2 separate regions of the Mus musculus genome follow, and region 1 is linked to region 2. A link is a contact called in public HiChIP or PLAC-seq data. All regions are on one chromosome and are shown on one strand. The core of a region is the stretch at or near the end of the contact, and the rest is flanking DNA. Distances in the headings are between cores, read along the strand shown.

What was found. HiChIP or PLAC-seq counts read pairs in DNA pulled down with a chosen protein or histone mark.
Region 1: an H3K27ac HiChIP or PLAC-seq map of embryonic stem cells shows a contact between it and region 2, with 11 read pairs. The contact joins two enhancer-like sites. A contact is called at or near these places in 1 of 15 datasets of contacts at CTCF or cohesin (the NIH/3T3 cell line), 2 of 484 Hi-C or Micro-C datasets (embryonic stem cells and nephron progenitors), 3 of 115 datasets of contacts at active chromatin or transcription factors (all in embryonic stem cells) and 4 of 9 other capture datasets (adipose tissue, embryonic stem cells, liver and 1 more).

What each region holds. Positions count from the first base shown.
Region 1 is chr16:21,980,112-21,986,667 of GRCm38.p6, reverse strand. Liph (lipase, member H) reads left to right here. Exons shown (of 10, transcript NM_001083894.1): 2 at 2,400-2,767; 3 at 5,224-5,332. Among named protein-coding and RNA genes, the nearest start is that of Liph, 12 kb to the left of the region's middle. Within about 2 kb of position 2,302, at least 13 of the 459 cell types and tissues checked have an H3K27ac peak or open chromatin away from gene starts, as enhancers often do. A contact at or near this core is called in embryonic stem cells, where this site is marked.
Region 2 is chr16:21,903,775-21,910,290 of GRCm38.p6, reverse strand. It overlaps Map3k13 (mitogen-activated protein kinase kinase kinase 13), which reads right to left. Exons shown (of 13, transcript NM_172821.3): 3 at 6,354-6,516; 4 at 5,015-5,173; 5 at 4,372-4,530; 6 at 3,738-3,846; 7 at 1,517-1,626. Among named protein-coding and RNA genes, the nearest start is that of Map3k13, 15 kb to the right of the region's middle. Within about 2 kb of position 1,265, at least 37 of the 459 cell types and tissues checked have an H3K27ac peak or open chromatin away from gene starts, as enhancers often do. A contact at or near this core is called in embryonic stem cells, where this site is marked.

The DNA of each region.
Region 1 (6,556 bases), core at 1,053-3,552, 75 kb before region 2:
TCTGTGAGTGCTTTTAACCACGGAGCCATCTCTCTAGCCTCCACATTTTTTTTTTAAATGTGCATGAATGTTGCTGTGTGTATATATGTATGTGTACTGTGTGTGGGTCTCCTGCCTATGGCAGAACCTTTAGAACTGGAGTTCCAGGCAGTTGTGAGCTGCCACTTGGGTGCCCTTAACCACCAAGCCGTCACTCCAGCTCTCACTTCTATCATCTTGCAACTTGAGCTTTTGTTTGTCTCCAACTCTCCTCCATTGCCCTTTGAACCGAAGCCTTGAGCAAGCATCTGCCTCCTTTTGCTCCTTATTCCTGTCTTCCCTTCCCTCCCCCTGCTCCTCCCCCTCCTCTCCTCTCCCCTTCCCATTCATTTCTTCCTCGTTCTTCTTTTTTTTCTACAAGGGATTGAACTCAGGGTCATTCACACTAGCCATGCTTTACCACTAAGCTGCATCTCCTGCCAGTTTGCTTTCCTTGCTTTTGCTGCTGATGCGGTGGCCTCCTCCTTCTCCTCTTCTTCCTCCTCTTCGTCCTTTTTTTTTTTTTTTGGTGTTTTTGTTTATTTATTTATTATATATAAGTACACTGTAGCTGTCCTCAGATACTCCAGATTTTTTGTTACGGATGGTTGTGAGCCACCATGTGGTTGCTGGGATTTGAACTCAGGACCTTCAGAAGAGCAGTCGGTGCTCTTAACCACTGAGCCATCTCGCCAGGCCCCCCCCCTTTTTTTTTTGAGACAGGGTTTTACTATGCAGCCCAGGCTGACCTTGAACTCACAGAGATCCACCTGCCTCTGCTTCCTGAATGCTGGGGTTAAAGGCATGTGCCATCACAATCCACCCAATTTTGCTTTTTGAGGTCAGATTGACAGCCCATCTCCTCCTCTGTCTATTACTGGTGGGTCTCTGCCTTGTCCTTTCCTTTTAAGTTTACTTGGAAATAACTGAAAAAGCTACAAGACTAGGAGAGCACACAGAGCAGAAGCAAACCTCTGTGCAGATTTACCCATTGGTTCCTTGGCCTTGAGCCTGTGCTCAACCAGTGCACCCACTCTGCAGCCCTAGACTGATTTATTCTTAACATTTTTGGCACACAGATTTCATCGTCAGTTAGCTGTTTATATTTTCTGAATCATTTGTTTGGCCCTTTACCTTTAAATGTTTAGTTATATTTAGTTAGATTTTCTAAGAATTGGTATTTTCCCTTTTATGACTCTCTTAGTCATTGTTCTGTTGCTGTGAAGAGACACCAGGACAGCAACTCCTATACAGGAAAGTGTTCAATTGGGGCTGGCTTACAGTTTCAGAGGTTTGTCCATTATCATCATGACGCGGAGCATGAGGGCAGGCATAGCAGGCATGGTGTTGGAGAAGTTGAGAGCTACATCCTGATCTGTAGGCAGAGAGATTGGGGGAGAAGTGTGTGTGTGTGTGTGTGTGTGGGGGGGAGGATCAGGCCAAGTGTGGGCCTTTGAAACAAGAAGACCTTCTTTCTACATTTGTGCTGTCCCTTCCGTGAGTCCTCCTTTCTTCCAAGACTGTTCTGCAGGGTGAAGGCTCGAAAGGAGAGCTTGAGGAGCCTAGAAGAAAAGGGGCTCAGCACCAGCTGATATGGTCTGCGTTTTCAGATGCTCAGGGCAGGGCAGACCACCCTCTGACCATCCTCCCAGGAGAGGGCTCTACACAGAGACCATGGAGACTCCTTTGCCGACTCTCTGGCTGTGTTCTGTCTCTCCAAGGATACACAGCCTAGAAATTACCATTCAAGGAGAATGGGGTCTCACAGGGTAGACACACCCATACCCAGTACCCAGAATAGATCCCTGAAAGATGATTTCAGTGTGCTGTAAGTGAGGCACTCACAGATTCTGAGGGAGCGGGCTAATGAGGATGTACTTAAGGCTGGGAGGGTTGTAGAAGCTCCATTGAGCTAACTTCTGCTTTTGAGCTTGAAGGAGTCTGGGGAAAGATGTCCAGACAAACCAGGAATCACTACTTAGAAATACTGGATTGGGCTGGTGAGATGGCTCAGCGGTTAAGAGCAAAATCCCAGCAACCATATGGTGGCTCACAACCATCCATAACAAGATCTGACGCCCTCTTCTGGAGTGACTTAAGACAGCTACAGTGTACTCACATATGTTAAAATAAAATAAATAAATCTTCTTTAAAAAAAAAATACTGGATTAAGTATGACTTTTTCACCATCACTGAACTAGCTCCAGGCTCTGGGGAGGCGCTGTGGGGGAGGCGCTGTGGGGAGGCGCTGTGGGGGAGGCGCTGTGGGGAGGCGCTGTGGGGAGGCGGTGTAAAGAGGACTGTAAGAGCATCAAGGAGGGGATCACAGCACTGTCTTGCTTAGGAGGCACTGCATGATGCCGTCTAATTCTCATTTCCAGACACGGATGAAACATGCCCGTCCTTCACCAGACTGAGCTTCCACAGCGCGGTGGTTGGTACAGGACTCTCCGTGAGACTGATGCTCTACACACAGAGAGACCAGACCTGTGCACAGATCATCAACTCCACAGCTCTGGGGAGCTTAAATGTGACCAAGAAAACCACTTTTATAATCCACGGTTTCCGGCCAACAGGCTCCCCTCCGGTTTGGATAGAGGAGCTGGTACAGAGTTTGATCAGTGTACAAGAGATGAATGTAGTGGTTGTTGATTGGAATCGAGGAGCGACAACTGTGATATACCCCCATGCGTCTAGCAAGACCAGACAAGTAGCTTCTATTTTGAAGGAATTTATTGACCAGATGTTGGTAAGAAAGACTTGTCTGAGATGACCTTGGTGGCTGGTTTGGAAGCTTAAAACCAAGAGGTATCACTTGGTTGGATGGGAGTGGGGAGGGGGTGGGGGGTGGCTACTTTTTAACATTTTGTAACCTTGTGCGAATCCGAATAAACCCAGGGAAGAGGGTGTGGCCCTGCAGGTTGTCCATCCCCACAGCAAAGGGGTATGGAGCAATGTTCTCGTTTTAAATGTTTTAGATCTTAAGTCCTGCATAATCTTCTGTAGCTAGTGACAAAAAGCCTTGTGAAAGGAGCATCATTTTGTTACTACCATGAGGGTGGGTGTCTTTGAGTAGGAGGGGCTCTGCTTAGAGTTGTTAGCTTAAACGCCTGGACCTCCTTCAACGTCTGTAGCTTGTTCAGCTAAAAGACCAAGCTATTAATGTCCAGATTATTGCCAACCACAGTGAAACGGGACAGTCAATGTTTTTAGAAAGCCTCCCAAGGCAGGACCTTAGCTTTTATTTAGAGACTGTTCTCAAGAGCTGTGCCCCACCGACTTTAACATAACAAAGATGTGACATGAGCCAGGGTGTGGTGGCACAAGTTTTTAATCACAGGGCTCAGGAGGCAGAAGCAGGCAGAAGCAGGCAGATCTCTGAGTTCAATACCAGTCTGGTCTACAGAGTGAAAGAACCTAGTGGGGAAACCCACACTCAATTCCCGAATTCTCGATTCAGCGCGCACCCAAGAATCACGAACAGATGACCATCTTGATGTAAAAGCATGAGGTAGTTTAATGACGGAGCTCCGGGCCAACATGTATCTCCCGCAGGAGACAGAGGTGTCGACCACATGGTGGAGCCAAAATGGCGGAGCTCCGGTTCGAAACGTATCTCACACAGGAGACAGTGGTTTCGACCCCGAGGCTTGGAAGCTAGGGACTTTTATAGAAAAGGGGTGGGGCTGGGGGAGGAATTGGCGCGGTTTTACATGATTGGTCCATTTAAACATCAACAGACTGTCAGAAGGGCGGGAGATAGGGAGGCACTAGGCCAGTCAGGACATGTAACGACAGGCCTGCCCAGGCATGTCCTGGCCTGTTCTGCTATGTTCTTAGCCCCAGGTTTCAAAGCTCACAAACAACTCTTTGGGCTATTTGACATAAATTACATGAATAACATGTCTCAAGTTTTATTTCCTTTCAAGAGCAAGTTCTAGAATAGCCAGGTCTACAACGAGAGGCTGTGTCTTAACCAAACCAAACCAATATCACATGAAGTAAGAGCAATTTCAAAGAGATCCCCATGTGGTGACCACTGTAGCTGGTGGTGACATGAGTTTTTTTGTGAGCTCCCCAGCAAGCAGGCTGACATTTGGTGGCTCAGAGAGAGCTGCCTGCAGCCTGTGGTCAGTGAGGTCTACCTTCCCTCACCTTTTCTTCCCTGGGACAGTGACTCCATTAGGAGCTCATCAAAGTGTTTTACCATCTCTTCCCCTATCTGGAAGCCGTAAACATGTCTCTGTTTGGCTTCCAGCAGGAAGTGTCAGGAGTGGAGACACTAAAAGACACAAATTTGGGGCTAGCAGGTTGGTTTGAATCCTGCTCTGTACCCTCCCCACTGGGTCAGATGACCTCAACTCTGGGCTTCAATGTCCTTATTTGTATATTAAAGGAGTTGTATTGACATTGCCGGAGGCTGCAACTTCCCCTCATTTTCTTCCATGGTGGGATTGATCCTAAGGCTTATAATATAGGAGGCAAGCTACCTCTCCAGCCCTCTTTCGACATTCAAATGAGACAGTAGGGGCTTAGGAGTTGACTCAGTTGATAAACACTTGGTGTACAAGCAAAAAGACCTGATTTCAACCCCCAGAACCTAATGAAAACTCTGGGCACAGCAGTAAACAGTGCATTCCTGTAATCCCTGACCCAGGAAAGCAGAGACAGTGGACTCCCTAGCGCTTGTTGGCTAGTCTAACCAAATCAGCTAACTCCAGGCTTGGTGAGAGACCCTGCCTCAAAAAAAATGAGGTGGAGAGGAATTGAGGGAGACATCTAACTTAAAAAGAAAGGTTTCTTTCTTCTTTTTTTAATGTATACGAGTATTTTGCCTGCATGTATATGTGTGCACCACGCATGTGTTGGTGCCTACAAAAGTTAGAAGGTGTCATTGGAGCCCCTGGAACTGAATTACATACAGTTGTGAGCTGCTAAGTGGTTGTGGAGAATCGGACCTGGCTCCTCTGCAAGAGCAACAAGTGTTCCTAGCCACTGAGCTATCCCTCCAGCCTGACACCTGACTCTTTGACCTCTGACCTCTACTAATAAATGTATAGATGTGCATGCATATCCACCCACACACAAGATAGCCCAAGTGAGAACAGATATAAAGCACTTGGGAAAATCCCTCCAAGTAAGCAGGAAATCTCAGCAAGTGTGGTCAATTTCTTGAACTCTTACAATTTATTAATGAACTTCTAGGTCAAAGGAGCTTCTCTGGACAACATTTACATGATTGGAGTAAGTCTAGGAGCCCACATAGCTGGATTTGTTGGCGAGTCGTATGAGGGGAAGCTGGGGAGAGTCACAGGTAAGGTTCCTGTCGGATATCAGGGGTCTCTCCTGGGCAGGTGCTCTCTGGAGAGCGCCACCACACAGGCAATATTGACCTCAGCCCACGTAGAACATTTTGCAAACTGTGTATGTCACAGAAAAGCTTGGTGGTGACCTTATTTTTCTTATGGTAACCCCCTTCCAATATCTCATGGGGATCTATCTGTGCCCAGAGCGCAACTCACCAGGCATGACTGTAAACTCATGGACGGAAAAGGAGACGGGAAATTCGTGGCTAAATATCAGCTTTCTAGCAAACATGATTGAAAAGACCGGATTTGAACGAGGCCAAACCCTAAAGAACAAAGACTCGTTCTGGATCTCTTGTCTAGAGCTGAGGAATTTTCCACAGCTCTTCCCAGGCCTGAGGGTGGGCTCCAGCTTTCAGGAGGTTATCATTCACCTTTCCCGGGATTCGTCTTCATGCACAGGCTTTTAAGTTTAGGGAGACTGTAAGACAGAAGTGTGTAGGAGGGGAGGAAATGTAAACGACTCCGAACCCATATGGGGGGGTGTGGTAACCTCTCACCCCAAATCCCTTTCCCTGCACCCAACTTGCTGGCATGGCTTCCCCGGGTTTGTCTTGGATTCTTTTTTCTTACTTTTCCCCAAAGCCAAGGCTACCTTAATTATCTAATTTCTCTACCTTTCTAGGAAACCAAAGTAGTTTTAAAAGTTCAGAATGTATTATTATCACTATATATTTTAAAAGCAGTGTCTATACGAGAGAGAGAGAGAGAGAGAGAGAGAGAGAGAGACAGACAGACAGACAGACAGACAGACACTCTCACTTAGAAGGACAGAGGCTTGGGTTTGCCCCACCCTGGAAATCCCTTTCTGATAGAGGGAACGGTATCTTTCTCATGCTGTGTGTATAAGTGACTGCTTATACAATTGCTGGTTTCTATGCTGATTTCCTTGGTAGTAACTAATGATGTCATTGCCAATTGGAGGTCACTGATCACAGAGCTAGGAAGAAATGGACCAGATGTACCCTTAAACCAAGAGTTTCATTCTACCCAAATGCTACGTTCTCCCCTGTGCCCTCCTGACCACGTGAACTGCAGCGTTCCTAGACTCTAATTACAGAAATTTCCCAAACCAGGCTTTCTGCTACTCTATCCCATGTGACCTACCCCCAGACCTGGACTCAACTTCCTGACCACAAATCAATTGTCTACCTCCGTGGATGCCCCCAGTT
Region 2 (6,516 bases), core at 16-2,515:
GCCCCAGGAGCTCTTGGGTCACAGCTGCCATGGCCTGCTTTGAATGGGATCTGGGAATTCGAATTCAGTTCCTCATACTCCTGTGGCAAGACCTTGTCACTGAACCATTGCTAACTACAGGGTAAGCTTCTGTTGTTCATATGTTAATCTTTTTATTTTTTTCTTTTGTTTTTTTGTTTTTTGTTTTTTGTTTTTTTGAGACAGGGTTTCTCTGTATAGCCCTGGCTGTCCTGGAACTCACTTTGTAGACCAGGCTGGCCTCGAACTCAGAAATCCGCCTGCCTCTGCCTCCCGAGCGCTGGGATTAAAGGAGTGCGCCACCATGCCCGGCTTTTGTTAATCGTTTTTGTTGTTGTTGTTGTTGTTAATCATTTTTTTTTAACTCACACGAAAGTTGTATGTATTTACAAGGTACCAAGTGATATTCTGATATATGTATTTGTTGTACAGTGTTCCAATCAGGGACTGGAGAGATGGTTCAGCAGATAAATGCATGTACTGGATAAATGCTCTTCCAGAGGACCGGAGTTCAGATCCCAGCACCCCATCAGGTGGCTTACAACCACCTGTGCTCCAGGACATGTGATACGCCTGGCCTCTGTGGGCGTCCACACTCATGTGGTCATACACAGACTCAAATATAATTTAAAATAATAAAAGTGGGAAAAAATCAGGGTAACCATGGTAGTCTCCTCCAACAATGATCATTTCTTTATGCTGGAAATATTCCAAATCCGTTCTTCTAAGCTTCTTTAATTCAAAATTAAAAAAGAAGAAGAAAAAAAGAAATCCCAAAGTTTAAGTGTGGTGGCTCGGGCCTACAATCCTCGTATCCAGGAGGCAGAGGAAGGCAGGCTCCAGTGATTTCTAGCAGCATAATCTACATACTAAGACCCAAGCTAGCAAGGACCACACAGAGAGACCTTGCCTCAAATAAGCAAACAAACGACTCCGAGTGAGGGAGGAAGCGAGGTGAGCTATTAAGCTATTATCTTTACCTGTCGTGACGAGAATTGAAGAACTTTCTTCTAATTATAACAGCATCCATTAGTCAGCTTCTCCCCCCTCCCCCGCCCATCCCTCTGCACAACCTCCCAGTCTACAGCAAGCACCATCCTAGTCTCTGCTTCTTTGAGATCAGCCTTTTCAGACTCCCCGGGAAGGCCAAATCTGAGCAACTGAGAAAGCTAGGGGAAAGATGAGGGAGAAGGAAGTGGCGATTCACCAGTGTTCCTGCTCATGTCTGAACCTTAGGGTGAGAAGAGGGGCGGGGTCAGCTGACCTGAGCACTGGGGTGAGAAGAGGGGCGGGGTCAGCTGACCTGAGCACTGGGGTGAGAAGAGGGGCGGGGTCAGCTGACCTGAGCACTGGGGTGAGAAGAGGGGCGGGGTCAGCTGACCTGAGCACTGGGGTGAGAAGAGGGGCGGGGTCAGCTGACCTGAGCACTGGGGTGAGAAGAGGGGCGGGGTCAGCTGACCAGAGCACTGGGGTGAGAAGAGGGGCGGGGTCAGCTGACCTGAGCTCCTCCCTGCGCCGGCGAATCAGTTCTTCATCTAATCGGTGTATACAGGTCCCTTCACTTTTGATTTTCTCAAAATGTTTCTTCACTTCTTCTCTCCATTCAGCCTGAGTGAGGAAAGTTTAATTTTGTGAATGTTGTAGTTTCCTTCCCTGACGGGTCCATAGGACCGTGTGCAAGGCATTTCCTTCTGTGCCTCTGCATGCTTTCCCCAAACTTCCTACAAGAGCTCCGGCAGGGGAGTGCCAGAAGTGCCAAATCAAACCCCAAACATCCCCACCCCACCCTCTGTCCTGACACAGTGCTGTCTCTTTTCCAGTTTCTCCACAGCAGTGGCCATCAGAACAGCACAGGGTACAGTGATCTGGACAAAAGTGATCAGCTGACGGCAAGGGAGTATGGAGGCAGAAAGAAAGTCCTGCTGACGGAGGTTCACAGGTCTGGGAGGTTCTGAGTCATCTTCACGTCCGCTGTCACACTGGCTTTGCTTAGGACAAAAACCCAAGAGAAGCTCAGAAGCCCAGCATCCCAGAGAGACACAGCCCCTGCTTGCACTGTTAGGAGTCCCATGAGAATGTCAAGTACACAACCATGACACATACGGACAGGTCAGACCTACATAGGCCCCTGGGAGGCCCTGTGAGCTCTGCTTAGTTGATTCTGTGGGCCACGTTCTCGTGGTTTCTTCAACCTCCCTGGCTCCTACAATTCCTCCTCCCTTTCTCACTAGGATTCCCTAAGCTCCGTCTAATGTTTGGCTGTGGGTCTCTGCATCTGCCCCTACCCTAACATTTATTTTTGCATTTAATTTTTAGTCAATAAATATATGTAATAAACTGTCTCTTCTGACAATAAATCTTTGAAATAATATTGGGAGCCACTGCAGAGATGGAATTCGAGTCAGAAAAATTCATTTTAGAAACTTAATAACATTAAGTGAGAAAAAGCCATATGTCTACTATGAAAGTTAGTACTAATGGTTCAGTTCTAAGCTGGGCCCGTGGTGCCGGCCTACAAGCCCAGCTATTTAGATAATGAGGCAGGAAGAATCCCATGTTCAAGATCTGTCTGTGCTATAGAGGGAGTTCAAGGCCAGCCTGGGCAACTTAGCAAGACCTTGTATAAAAACAAAACAAAATAAAACAAAACACCAACAATAAAGTCTAAGGTAGAGCTGGTGGGAGAGTGATTGCCCAGCACCTGAGAGGCCCTAGGTTCCACTGCTAGTGCTGCCACGATGATGATGATGATGATGATCTTGTACACACAGAGGGATTAATTACCACTATGCCTTGTGATCATGCCCGTGTCTGGCTAGGGATAGGAAACATTTCCTCGTCTCTGCTCGCTCCTTGCTCATAGTGACAGTGGGCAGAGCACCATCCTTACTGCATTTTCACCCAACAGCCATACTCCTCCCCTTCTCTGGCTCCGTGCCTGTCTAGCCTGCTCTGTCCTCAGTCTGGAGAGTCTAGTCTGGTGGCCCGTGACCTGCTTCAGCCAGTGTGGCACTATGGCAAGCACGATGCCATGCAGCATGAACATCACCTGTACTGGCCTTGCTTTCCTGATCCATTTGCCACTGTGAAAGCAAACAGGAGTGAGGAAGCCTGAGCTAGCCTGAGGCGGGCCTAGCCTGAGGTGGGGCTAGCTTAAGGCGGGCCTAGCCTGAGGCCCAGCTAGCGGCCAGGCAGGACAGAGGAGCTCTAGCTCCTAGCCAGACGCCAACACACCTGTTAAGGGACCACCTGGGACCAGCCACCTTCCTGCTCACCTGGGATCTGACTACAGACATCCAGGTAATTCCAAAGCATCACAGAAACTGTGTGGCTTAAACTGCCTACAGAATGGTAGGCTAAATAAATACTTTTTTTTTAACATGTAAGTTGTGGGAAATTTTAGTACAGTGACGGCTAACAGATGCTGTAATTCTGTCGTGGCTGTGTCTGGTCCTCAAGTTCCTGCCCTAGTTTTCAGCTTTTGTGCATCAAAGTGAGCAAGGCCTTCATGAGGAGCAGCAGTGACATTGACTCCAGTATAGCCTCGATGCGGCCCTCACACCCTCTCCCCTCTTAACGACGCCACCAGGATTCACAGTCGCACCTCCAACTATCACAGTTACTGTCTCACAACGAATAGGGTCATGTGACTGTTACGTGGTTAACAGTACTTCTTAGCTGTCCCTTCAGTCCCACGAGGCAGGGATGTGCTGGCTTACCTGAGACTTGAAGTAAGTTTCTTGAGGGGTGGCGAGCACATCTGCAGACGCGATATCCAGATGCATGAGCGTCTGCCTGAAAGAAGGTCGGTTGCGAGGCTTACTCTGCCTAAGAGGAAAGATATCATGCTCATCTCAGAGGCTGTGTCTGGGGGTAGAGGGCAGGGGCTGAGGCTTTATTCTGCTTATGACATACACATTTTATTCCAAGAACTGCTATATCCCACACAGCTTAGATGTGCTGGAGTACAACGGGAAAGGCAGGTAGGATAAGCATCTAGAGAGGGCCTGGAGAGTTAGGTCTGCGACCTCCTGGGGACAGTGAGGTGATTCCAGCCATCAGCCTTTAGGCAGGGAACTGTCTCAAGACATCACACTGAACCCCTCGCTCATAATTTGATCAGTCATACGCAACTCCACGAGTAGGAGCTGGATCTGCCCTATTTCACAGGTAACAAAAAGTCAGAGGCAGCGTTTGAGTGCAAGGTTCTAAAATTCTGCAGCTTTCGTCATTCCACCACAATGTGGTTCCTTCCAAGCACCCTGTAGAGGTGCCTCTGCTCTTTTAGAGAAACTTTAATAGCTCTTTAGGCAGAAAAGTAAGAGAGAACAGCAGAAGAAATGCCATTCTTACCATGTCTGTTTCATAAGGATTTTGAATCCATCCGGGCAAGTGGAAGGAACTGGGAGATGCAAGCTGTTGCTGCCGACACCCCAAATGATGGCGGAAGAGTCCACATCCTTGTAGGGAATCTCCCCTGTCAGCAGCTCCCAAAGTACCACACCAAATGACCTGCAGCAGGCAGGGACACAGAAGGCGGTTCAGGGGGTGGAGTCACACTTCAGCTCTTTAATTAATTAAAGACCTGGTCGATGGGCTATGCTTGCAATCTCAGCGCTCAGAGGCTGAGCTGGGAGGCTCATGAGTTCAAGGAGAGCCTGGGTGCATGGCAGGTTTCAGGCCATGCTGAGCTGTGTGGTGGGACCCACATTTATCAAGACCAAGTCAATTTCGTTTCATATATTTTACTCAAAAAAAGTGAGCGTCATGCTATGCATTTTATAAGGCCTTCGACACTAAATGTTGTTCAAAATTAAATTCTAGTTTCCCAGGAAGTTCAGTGTATTCATGGAGATGCCTCAGAACCGATCCTGGGTCAAACCTTAGATAATGTGAAACCAGAATCAACCGGAAGTGAGATGCAAAGAAGTGAGAAGCAGGAAGGGCAGAAATCAGGCGGAAGTGGGCGGGGCTTCGGCCAGGGAGCTCTACCCACCATATGTCCACCTTCTCCGAGACAGGCTCATTCCGGATCACCTCTGGTGCCATCCACGCGACGGTGCCAGCGAAGGACATCTTGGTGCTTTTATCACTGAGTTCCTTAGATGTGCCAAAGTCTGAAATTTTCACTGCATCTGTGTGAGTCACTAAAACACTTTAAAAAGAAACAAAGAAAACAAACAGATCATTAGCGCTAGTGAGAACTATGAGTGTAAGCAGTGAGTGACACGCTGCCCACCGGCTTCCACGCTGCAGAGTTCAGTTTACAGCTCCCATTGCTCTTGGGCACCACATAGAAGCCTGTGCCCGGCAGGCACTCATCCTTCTCCACTTGCTGACAGTGACTTCTGCCAAGCCACTGAGTCTTCTAACCTATTTTCTCTCTATAACCCACGAATGGGATGATGGCTTCATATTCAAGAGATGTGCCTGAGCTAAGAAGAGCGCCGAGTCTTCCCCGTGCGGGGGATGGGCACTGATAGCCAAAGTTCAAGCAGGTTCCTACAAGGCTTGCTTTGCTTTTTACAAGAGCCATTTACAATGAGTCCTGGAACGAACTGCGATTGCTAGTTTTAAAGGTGTATACAAATGAGAATATTGATACTCTCCAACCCCCTACACACACACACATACACACACGCGCACACGCACACACTGACTTCACCTGAAGAAACTCTTTCAACTTGTTAGAACGTTAATGATTTGGTTGCTGGGCCCTAAACACTACAGGGACCTAATTCTTACAGCCATTATGAATCTTGTATCTGCTTGTTTCTTCCTGTGTTACACTCTCAGAAGCTCAGAGCCAAGTCTGAAGTGTGCCTCAGATAACTGTACTGATCCTGTGGTCTGACTCTTGTGACTGCGTCTCCCACTCTCTGTGCTGGAGACTGAATCAAGCATCCCACCGCCGAGCTGTGTTTCCAACCTGTCTCTGTCTCTTATTCAACCATTTTTAAATTTTGTTGTGCTATAAACATTTCTGAAAGTCAATTAAATAGTTTTTAAAGTAGAGGAACCCACAATCCAAGGTTTCAAGTAGAAAACGGCAGCATTAACTATTTGATGTGATGAAAGATGAATGCTCTGGATCATAGTGAAGTTGCTGCATAGCTGTACATTTCAAGCCACAGAAGGGAAAGCCTGAGTTAAGGACCTGGACATGTCTCCACGGTAAGTGATGAGCTCAACTTCTGTGCTAAGATGTGCAAACTGTTATCCACCGTGCAACGGAAATCGAATTACAAGTCTGAGACCCTCGGCCACACTTGATAAAGACGTCTTACTTCAAAATCAGAAAACAAAACAGGTGAGCACAGAGCTCTAGAACTCACTTGGGCGACTTGAGGTCACGGTGTATAATCTTGTGGAGATGGAGATAATTCATTCCACTGGCGATTCCCGTGGACCAGTCCACAAGCAGCCGGGGCGTGATCTTCCGGCCAGCTCTCAGGACCTCGTACAGCTGTCCGTGGGCACAGTACTCCATGATGATGC